Linked DNA regions of Hordeum vulgare: region 1 is linked to region 2. A link is a contact called in public Hi-C data. All regions are on one chromosome and are shown on one strand. Each heading gives the region's core, a stretch centred on a gene start, on an enhancer-like site or on the middle of the called end of the contact. The rest is flanking DNA. Distances are from core to core; before and after follow the strand shown.

The links. A called contact is a pair of places that touch in the nucleus more often than the background predicts.
Region 1: a contact with region 2 is called in a Hi-C map of leaf, with 8 times the contacts expected there. The contact joins the promoter of LOC123426817 here to the promoter of LOC123426816 in region 2. A contact is called at or near these places in 3 of 6 Hi-C or Micro-C datasets (leaf and seedling) and 1 of 1 datasets of contacts at active chromatin or transcription factors (embryo).

What each region holds. Positions count from the first base shown.
Region 1 is chr2H:494,154,150-494,158,926 of MorexV3_pseudomolecules_assembly, reverse strand. LOC123426817 (potassium channel KOR2-like) reads left to right here and starts at 2,528. Exons shown (of 11, transcript XM_045110718.1): 1 at 2,528-2,926; 2 at 3,148-3,369; 3 at 3,452-3,515; 4 at 3,945-4,284; 5 at 4,375-4,670. The coding sequence starts at 2,745.
Region 2 is chr2H:493,845,102-493,849,723 of MorexV3_pseudomolecules_assembly, reverse strand. It overlaps LOC123426816 (ferric reduction oxidase 7, chloroplastic-like), which reads right to left and starts at 1,402. Exons shown (of 9, transcript XM_045110715.1): 1 at 1,054-1,402; 2 at 825-915; 3 at 80-277. The coding sequence starts at 1,279.

The DNA.
Region 1 (4,777 bases), core at 1,279-3,778, 310 kb before region 2:
AACTTTGACCACCTGCTTAAATACTAATGCTACTCGTCGTAATTTTCTGCCGAGTTGTGAAAGCGACACGCAAGTACGCACTAGTGCAGAACTGCAGACCAGCTGCTCGGGCAGTTTTCAGCTTTGCCTTTGCTCAGCCTTTCTTTTGTGGCCGGTTTTCACAGGCTACCGTCCCACTTTTCAGTCTTGAACTTGAGTACCCCTAGGCAAAAAAAAAAAAAAACTGGGTTTGGCCGGATTATTTGCTGACAGACACTGAATTTTCCCAGGTCCCAGAATCTAAACATGCTAAGTACAGATTTTTAAAAAAATCTTGCAAAATAAACGAGTAAATAAAAGATATATTTTGAGCACACCAACACAGGTGGACAGATTAGTGTGTTATAAGATCATCTGGTTCGGCCCGAGGAAACCCATACCTTTCTTCGTAGTGTTACAGATAAATGAATTTTTTTTCCCCAAATTCAAACCAAAAGGGTATGAACCTGGTATTGCACGTAAACCTGAGAATGGTTATTAAAAAACCGGGTGTAACGGTTCGGTTCTTACTTTGGGTTTGATTGGTTCAGGTTTTATTGGGCTGAGATTTGTTTAGTTTGGTTTTGGTTTGGGTATGTGGAGAAACCAGTTTGGGTATAGTTGGTTATGGGTTTAAACGGTTTGGTTATTAGCGGTTATAAACTATGGGTCCAAACCGGTTTCTAGGCATTGGTTATATGCAATAATCAACTACGGCCGAGAACGAGTATCTTTGATCCGCGTGCATGCTGTAATGCACTATGTAATTATGTATTATGGGGAAACAACAGATGAAAATCGGAAGTGTTTTCTTGTGCTTTCGCTAAGCAATTTGGTTTTAATACATTTGTTAGTGAGCTTATCAGCATGGCCATGTTCTTTTTGCCTCTTACAACACATGTCAATTTGTGCAATCATGTGTACATTAAAGGAAACCCATGGTTATGTATTGAGTTTAAACCCATGGTTATGTTTTGGGTTTAAATTGGTTTGGATGAAGAAAATAGTGGGTTTGGTTTTGGTTGGGTTAAAAATGACACTAAATGGGTATGGTTTAAGTATGGTTTTGAGAGATAAATGAATGTGTATAGTTCAAGTATGGTTCAAGTATGAAATCATTCTAATTGCACGTCCACTCGCCCACTCATTGATCAGTCTCAGGCTCTCAGCTCCTACGTTCTCTTATACTCCCTCCGTTTCAAAATATAAGACATTTTAAATATTTCACTAGGAGACTACATACAGAGCAAAATGAATGAATCTATACTTTAAAATATGTCTAAGTGTATCCGTATGTAGTTTATAGTGCAATCTCTAAAAGTCTTATATTTAAGAACGAGGGAGTAATGTGCATCTCATAGTTGGAGTTAGATTTGAGCAAACAGTTCCGAGAGCATCCGGGAAAACGCTCGTGCAGTTACCACGAACAACAAGGGATCTGAACCTGATCACACAGGATCCTCAATGCTGCTGGTGGCAACATGAGCTAGCCATGTCCTGCTGATCCCAGCAGTAGGGTCTTTGACCGGCACAAGCAGGTGATGACTAGTACTTTGAAGTTAAGATGACTAGACTGCATGCAATTGATGTGATAAGAAAAAAAAAAGCAGGCAGCACTTTGCAGCATGATTGCTACACCACTCATCCATGCAGTCAGTGCACAAAATTTTGTGAAACGGTGGTTAGAACATCTACAACAGGATCCTTTATTTTTACCCTAAAAGTCTAATGACATCTCATTTCGTCCATATATGTCCGCATTAGTCGGTATTCTTTAAAAACGATCAAATATGAGGATAATATGAGACCCTGACGTCACACGTCATAGCTCTTGCACCCTGTCCCACGTGCAGCCACCCACCCGAGCTCGTGCGCGCCCGTGTGCGGCCTTGCTTGCATGTGCAGCCGCCGCTGCGTGCTGGCCGGCTGGCCGCCGCCGCGTGCTGGCCTGCCCGTTGCGCTGTCGTACCCCGCCGCGGGCATGCGAGCGGGCGCGCGTGCAGCCGCCGTGGGCATGCAGCTGGGCACGCCGGGGTCAAGGGCGTACGCTGCAGCCGCGTGCTGTGTCTGCCATTGCTAGCCTAGCTGTCTGTTTTGCCGTCGTCATGTTGCTACCCGAGCTCGCCGTGGTGTTGCTAGCCCAGCTGCGGTGCTGTCCGCGTGCTCTGGTTGTGCCGCACGGAACGTGTTTGATGAAATGACTGATTATATGAAGGACAATTTGAGAGGTGTGGCTGCACAAACAAATAAATGAGGGCTCAAAGCGGGCATGCCAAACAAACTAAAACAACATGTAGAGAAAAAAAAAAAGGCGTAACAGATTGGGCGGCAGATTAGTCTGTTTGTTTAGGTGCAGTGGTACGTAGCTAGCCAGTGCTTGCACCATGCTGCAGCATGGAACGGCAGCAGCTTTGCAAGTGGTTTCCTTAAGCATTTAAAAGGTGATAGAGGAGGCGAGGTGGTGACACCATGCGTAACCAGAAGTGAACCCGATCGCCCCCAGTTGGGCAAAGCCCCCAACAACCACCTGCATCGGCCGAATGCTGGTGCCGTTCGTGCGCGGTGCGGTGCCCAATCACCCCTTATGTGCAACCAAAAGGTAGTGGCATCTGTGCGGGGCCACATGTCCGATCATATATGTATATATGTGTGCAGCGTCCTGTGCCTGCATTGCACTGCTCAGAGCAACACATTGAACACACGCAAATTATTAGGGAAGAAGAGGCATGGAGAGGGAGATTGGTGGTGCAGAGTATGAACTGAACGAGATCGATGGCGCGTTGCATGGCTCTGTTGGGAGCAGGCTCTCCCTCTTCGCGAGGGAGTTCAAGTGGCCAAGCAGCAGCAGCGCCTTGAGGCTCCCCAGCAATTGCTATGGCAGCAGCTTCGTCATCGACCCCAATGGAAGGTATGTAAGGTAGAGCTTAGAAGCCAGCTAGTGCTGAAAAAGATGATCTAAATGTTGCATTCAAAACCAATGGCTATTAACTGAGTGCCGGCCAATTGGAGAAAGAAGTTCTGCATGAGAATGATGAGATAGTACCATGCGGAGGAGGCGTGCATGGAAGCATGACGCTAGGCAGCCATGGTTCTTGATAATGTAATGTGCTCTGCTCTCCTCTGCTGCAGATGGTACAGGATGTGGTCGAACATGATGTTCCTGTGGTCCATCTACTCCGTCTTCTACACCCCCTTCGCATTCTGCTTCTTCCGGGGCATCCCCGAGCACCTGCTGGACCTCGAGTGCGTGCAGCTCATCTTCCTCGCCGACGTCGCCGTCCACTTCTACCTCGCCTACCGGGACCCTCACACCCACCGGGTGGTCTACGACCAGCAGAGGATCGCGCTACGGTCAGAGCTCACTTCTCACAATCAACTCAAGACAGAATAACTAATGTTTCTGAATATCTGAAAGTGTTCATTGCCTTTTCAGCTACATCAAGGGCAGCTTCGCCCTCGATATGCTCGGATGCTTCCCCTGGGACGCCGTCTACAAGGTAAATTAACTTGGTTCACGATCTCAAGAACCAGTAGGATCAGTATTGATGGTTCTTTTTAAGCCAATAAGAGCATCTCCAATAGTCTGTATGTTCAATCGTTGGTATAAATGTCCACGTCAGCAACCAACAACACATCATACAAGCTCTTCAATGGATTGCATGTTAACCGTATGTAAAATAACTAAATGGGTCCACTAAATGTTGAAGAAATGGGCATGCTTGCCTCGGAGCTTGTGCCTGAACCGTTGCTTCAAGTTCATACGGTTTCATTCTCTCTTTTCTTTTATTACGTGTCATGTCATCCAAATCGTCTATGTGACAATTTTACCAACGATGATCATACGACTATTGGAGATGCTCTAAAATACACCATTTGTCTGGAAAACACACATACTATGACACCATTGGTGTTCCTTGTGTGATCAGTTTACGGGGAGGATGGAGGTGGTGAGGTACCTGGTGTGGCTGCGGCTGTACAGGGCGAGGAAGATCCAGGGCTTCTTCAAGAAGATGGAGAAGGACATCCGCATCAGCTACCTCTTCACGCGGATCGTCAAGCTTGCCACCGTGGAGCTCTACTGCACGCACACCGCAGCCTGCGTCTTTTACTACCTCGCCACCACGCTGCCCCCGGCGCGCGAGGGGGGCACCTGGATCGGGAGCCTCACCATGGGCGACCAGAGCTACATCAACTTCAGGAAGGTCGACGTGCTCACCCGTTACATCACCTCCCTCTACCTCGCCATCGTCACTATGGCCACAGTCGGTAAACATCCTCCACGCCATGCATGTCCCAGGTGAAGTTCATGCCGTTCTTGATCTGACACAAAAACAAAACAAAAACGGAAATGTGCAGGCTATGGTGATGTCCATGCGGTGAACCCGAGGGAGATGGTGTTCATCGTGGTGTACGTCTCCTTCAGCATGCTGCTCGGCGCCTACCTCATCGGGAACATGACGGCGCTCATCGTCAAGGGGTCCAGGACCGAGCGCTTCCGCGACAAGATGACGGAGCTCATCAGGTACATGAACAGGAACCGGCTGGGCAGCGACATCAGCTCCCAGGTGAAGGCGCACCTGCTGCTGCAGTACGAGAGCAGCTACAAGAGAGACAGGATCGTAGACGACATACCGGCCGCGGTCCGATCCAAGGTACTGTTCAAGGTTTCAGGCTAGTTTTTCTCAGACCAAATAATAATACAGATGTGAATGATTGGCTTTAGATTCTTTCATTATGGGGTGCAATTTTAATTAGTTTG
Region 2 (4,622 bases), core at 153-2,652:
AAGATAACAACAGGATTTGTTGATCAGTACTGGCATGAAACATCTTTCACTAACAGGTTTCGTTCATAACACAACATACCTGCGAGTAGTCGGTGGCAAGTGCGCTTGGGAGATGAGGCTCACACTGTCTACAACATAATAGGTCATCGAGAAGACAACATAGACGATGAACATGACGATCCCGATAAACTCAGCAGCGGAGACAACCCCGAACGGACCATCGACAAGAACAGGATAAGTCCAGAGACGGAAACTCAGCGACCTCAGCTTCTTCTTTCTGGTAGCAAAGAGCAGGTAAGTAATTAACTTTTGCAGCATGAGGCAGGCCAATCTTATCGTGATACTACTCCCTCTGATCCAAAATAAGTGTTGCAGTTTTGAACTAGGGTTAGTTCAAATCTGCGAACTTATTAATTACTTCCTCCGTCCCAAAATTCTTGTCTTACCTTTGTTTAGAAATAGATGTATCAAAATACTAAAACTTGACTAGATACATCCATATCTAAACAAATCTAAGACAAAAATTATGGGACGGAGGGAGTATTATGGGTACGAGGTAGTACTATTTGTTACGAGTTTCTATGGTGGTTCAGTTCATCCTGCTAGTTTTCATGTCAAAATGAGGAAGCATGTGTAACTTCTGCGATTGCAATTGCAAGATTTTGCTAATATTCAGAGAATCCAGTGCTTGAAACAAAAAAAGGATATCCTGAAGTTTTAGTGCAGGTAGTCTATCAATTCAGGGAAAGAAAGGGCTCATCTGAATCATCAACCCCTAAATAAAGGAACTGGAAGCACCGAATTGCCGCAAAATTCATACTCACCCGACGTGATCACCCGGGAAGGCGAAGATGTACACATATGCCAGGGCTGCAATGATCAGAATCGGCCCGCTGAAGAAAAGAAAAACGCTCCCTGCGAGAAGCAAGAAGAGGAAAAGGGGAACCCAATTAGTAATGACGAACCCCTGTCACGAGAGCGATCAGCACCTACTTTCCCCTGCCTCGGTGGTACCGAGGAAAGAGGGGGCAGGAATTCTTGGAGGCTGCGTACCGGTGAGGCCGGTGATCAGGCCCTCCGTGCTGGCGATGGCCGCCCACCGGCGGAACGCCGCCTGCACGGGTGCGGTGGGGTAGAAGAAGATCCCCGCCGCCCAGGTGAGGAACACCGCCCACATGAGGAACTTGAGCACGGACCTAGCCAGGGACGGCAGCACGGCCGGCGAGCCCTTCGCCCCGGCGGCGGCATTCTGCAGGAGCGGCTCCCGTTCTTGGGTCATGGCGTGGCGGCGAGGGGGGGTGAAGGAAACGAGTGAACCGGCGGGAGGGTGGTCTGGCTGTGGGTGTTCCCGTACCGGGACCCGCTGCTTTATACGGTCCAGAACTCGACGTACGAGGGTCTCGTTGGTAGTGATAACGGCGACTGCGACGGACGGTTTGCCGGGTTGGGGTGCAGCCGTGCAGCAGCAGCATGCATACGCGCGACGCGAGCGCCATGGATAAAAACATACTATATTATTTTCTTAGGGGTGAATACTGAATACATATATTGCTAGCTGTTGGTTGTTGTTAATGGCGACGGCGATCGTCGGACGGGGGCCGGGAGGGTGAAGCCGATGCGTCTTTCACACCGGCTCCTCAGGTGGGTGGTCACGCCCAACGTGACCGTAGAAAAGCGGCGAGCCACACAACCAGCGTGTGTGCCAGAGCAGAGTTGGATCAGAGCCACACAACCCGCACACAAGCGGTGATCCAACCGTTTCTTTTTCGTGGATAAGATGTACTGAACACTGTTCTTTTTTAGAACGGTAAACATTTGCTGTTGATTCATCCAAAAGAAAAGAACGTGTTATCTGTTCATTGTTTTGAGTGGCCAGGCTGCAACCTTTTTCGCCGTTTGTGATACTCTATATGCAGAAGAACCTGGCTAGCGGATTTGTTGAAGGGAGTTCAGTGGATTAGGAAGATGTAGGCTTTTGACTGCATTTGTGGTGTCTTTCCTTATTTTCTTTCTCTCTGCTTGTACAGTTTCTCCCCGGTTACATGTGTATTTTTGCCTCCTTTTTATTAATGATGAATGAAAACAGTGTATTTTTGTCAGAAAAAGAAAAAGGAGAACATGATGAAAGAAAGAAACGGTTTAAGAGGTGTGGTAAGAGTCCGACGAGCTTATTGTGCTTTACCAACTCGCCGTGTGCCCCCATTTGTCGCCCCTGGAGCCCTAAGAAATATGTCATCTATCTCAGTGATTTACCTGGCATATGACTCGGGTTCATGTCAAACCAACGACAAACCCCACTTGATAGAGCGGGAAAAACTTTAAAATCAGTAGAAACAGAAATAAACTCGATAAAAGGGCTATCATAGAGGAATTTATAATTTGTGCCACATGAGGTAAAAATAAAATGTCACAAATAGCATCTTGGAAATTCTTATCAAAATAATGTGGCTCGTCATAATTCATTTCCTAGATAGCCACCGTGGGCTCGCCATAATTCAAGGCATCCACATCTTATATAGTCATGAGATGTGGTAAAATATAGTAAAACACATTTACATCCATCTACCTGCTTGTCGAGGAAGTGTAATTTAGTCCCTAAACTCTCACAATGTCCCATTTTTGTTTTTATTGAGTGCGAACACGAGAAAAGGAGATCAACTAGGGTCCATGCCCTCGCATCTGCAAGACAGGCTTAAGAAGACCAAGGAGTAGCCCCAGTCCTCTAGGAACTCCAAGAAGCGGGCCATGAAGGAGGCCGGAGGGGCATGGCATGGTTTTAGCACGGATCCACAACTTCCAGGCACAACTGACCAAGCTCTCCTCCGTGGAGGGGACCCACATTTTCAAGCTTTGACGGTGTGTCCTAGGATTGTGATTGCTCATATCGATTTAAAGCAAGAGCCCTTGTAGAAACACTTGGTACACCTCACCGACATGCCCCCACATGGACCGCAAGAAAGTGACAAGGCAATCACCTAACTTGCCGCTCACCAACAAGTCCAAGCCGATGAACTCCTTAGATCTTGTCGTCACGAAGCATGAGGAATCGTGTGTCAAGCTCGAGGACCTGAAGGAGGAGGCAACGACAACAATGTGGGGCAAAGCGATGCTTGCTCGGAGAGATTCAAACGATGCCAAGCAAACGTTGGTGATAGAGGATGTGGATGTGATGTTCTAGAAAAAAAACATTTTTGGTACTATGGAGACCCAATGCACACACGAGCTCATCGACAAGATAAAATGCAGATTCATATATGCGGTAATGTAAGGTCATGGTGGCGAGAGCAAGCATCGAATTCAAGGTCGTCTTCTTGAACGCACTCCAACTTCGTTGGTGGTGTTTTTGTGTTTTTACTCCTCTGTTTTTCATCTTGACATGTCATGTTGACACAAAGCTAATACAACACGTTAGCTCGGTACATGTGGAGAATCTACTACAATGGATCATATACGGACTCCCCTTAACAAGTCCGAAGACCAAAGTGAAGAAAATAGTAAGGATACTCCCTCCCACTTTGATGAATTTGATGATATTAGATACGTGTCAAAAACGATCTTATACTATGGTACAAAGCAGTTGCGATTCTATTAGGAAGGCTTCAATAGGCTGACGCCTACCCTTTAAAATCCTATTTAAGTTAAATACTCCCTCCGTTTTTAAATATAAGTCTTTTTAGATGTTTCATTAAAAGACTACATACGGATGTATATAGACACATTTTAGAGTATAGATTCACTCATTTCGCTATGTATGTACTCTTCTAGTTGAATCCTTAAAAGACTTATATTTAGGAACGGAGGGAGTATAGCATATGACAGTTACATTAAGACGCTTTACATGCAATAATTTTCATGTATTTGCTAATTAGGCTTAGTAAATTGATGATTTGAGTCTATCCTTTGCTATCACGCTAGATTCGCCACTAGGACAGACGGAGTATTTTTGCGAGTGATATTAGATACATTTTACTCAGAGAAAAGTATAGGTGCAAGTAATTCTCTGACAATAAGAATCTATACATTTTTTACCAATATATGTATGCCCATTTATGCGCTAGAAAAAAACAATAGATGCGTACTTTATCCCAAGCGGATTGAAATGAATGGACCGAGTTTTCTACTACGAAATGGCCTCACGGAAAAGAAAATCCTCCATGAGAAAAGAGTGCCAGTAAAAACGCTGGGGAAAAAATATGTTCACCCGATTTCAAAAAAGATATCATGTGAAATATATCATTATATGGATAAGGAAATCTCGCATGTCCCTCTCTCCGTGTCTTTCTCGCCATAAATAAATGAGACAAAATGACCCTGCAAAAAAAAAGGAAAAAACGGCTCTGATCAATTGGGTGAAGGTCATATTCCATCCAGGTATTACTTCTAGCCGATTCCCTTCTAGCCCTTTCTCCTGGCCAAGACTCGACAGCGACACGACGCAGCGGTGTACGCCACCAGTTCTCCGGCCCCTCCCCGGTGACTGGCGCCTGCTCATCCACCCGTGTGGCCGGGGTCGATCGCCGGTAGGAATCTCCCTTGCATGTCACATGAAGCCGAGGTGAAAGGTACGGCAGTGGAGTTGACGACCACGGACGGGCCCCACCTGTTGCTCGCGGGGGCACCCT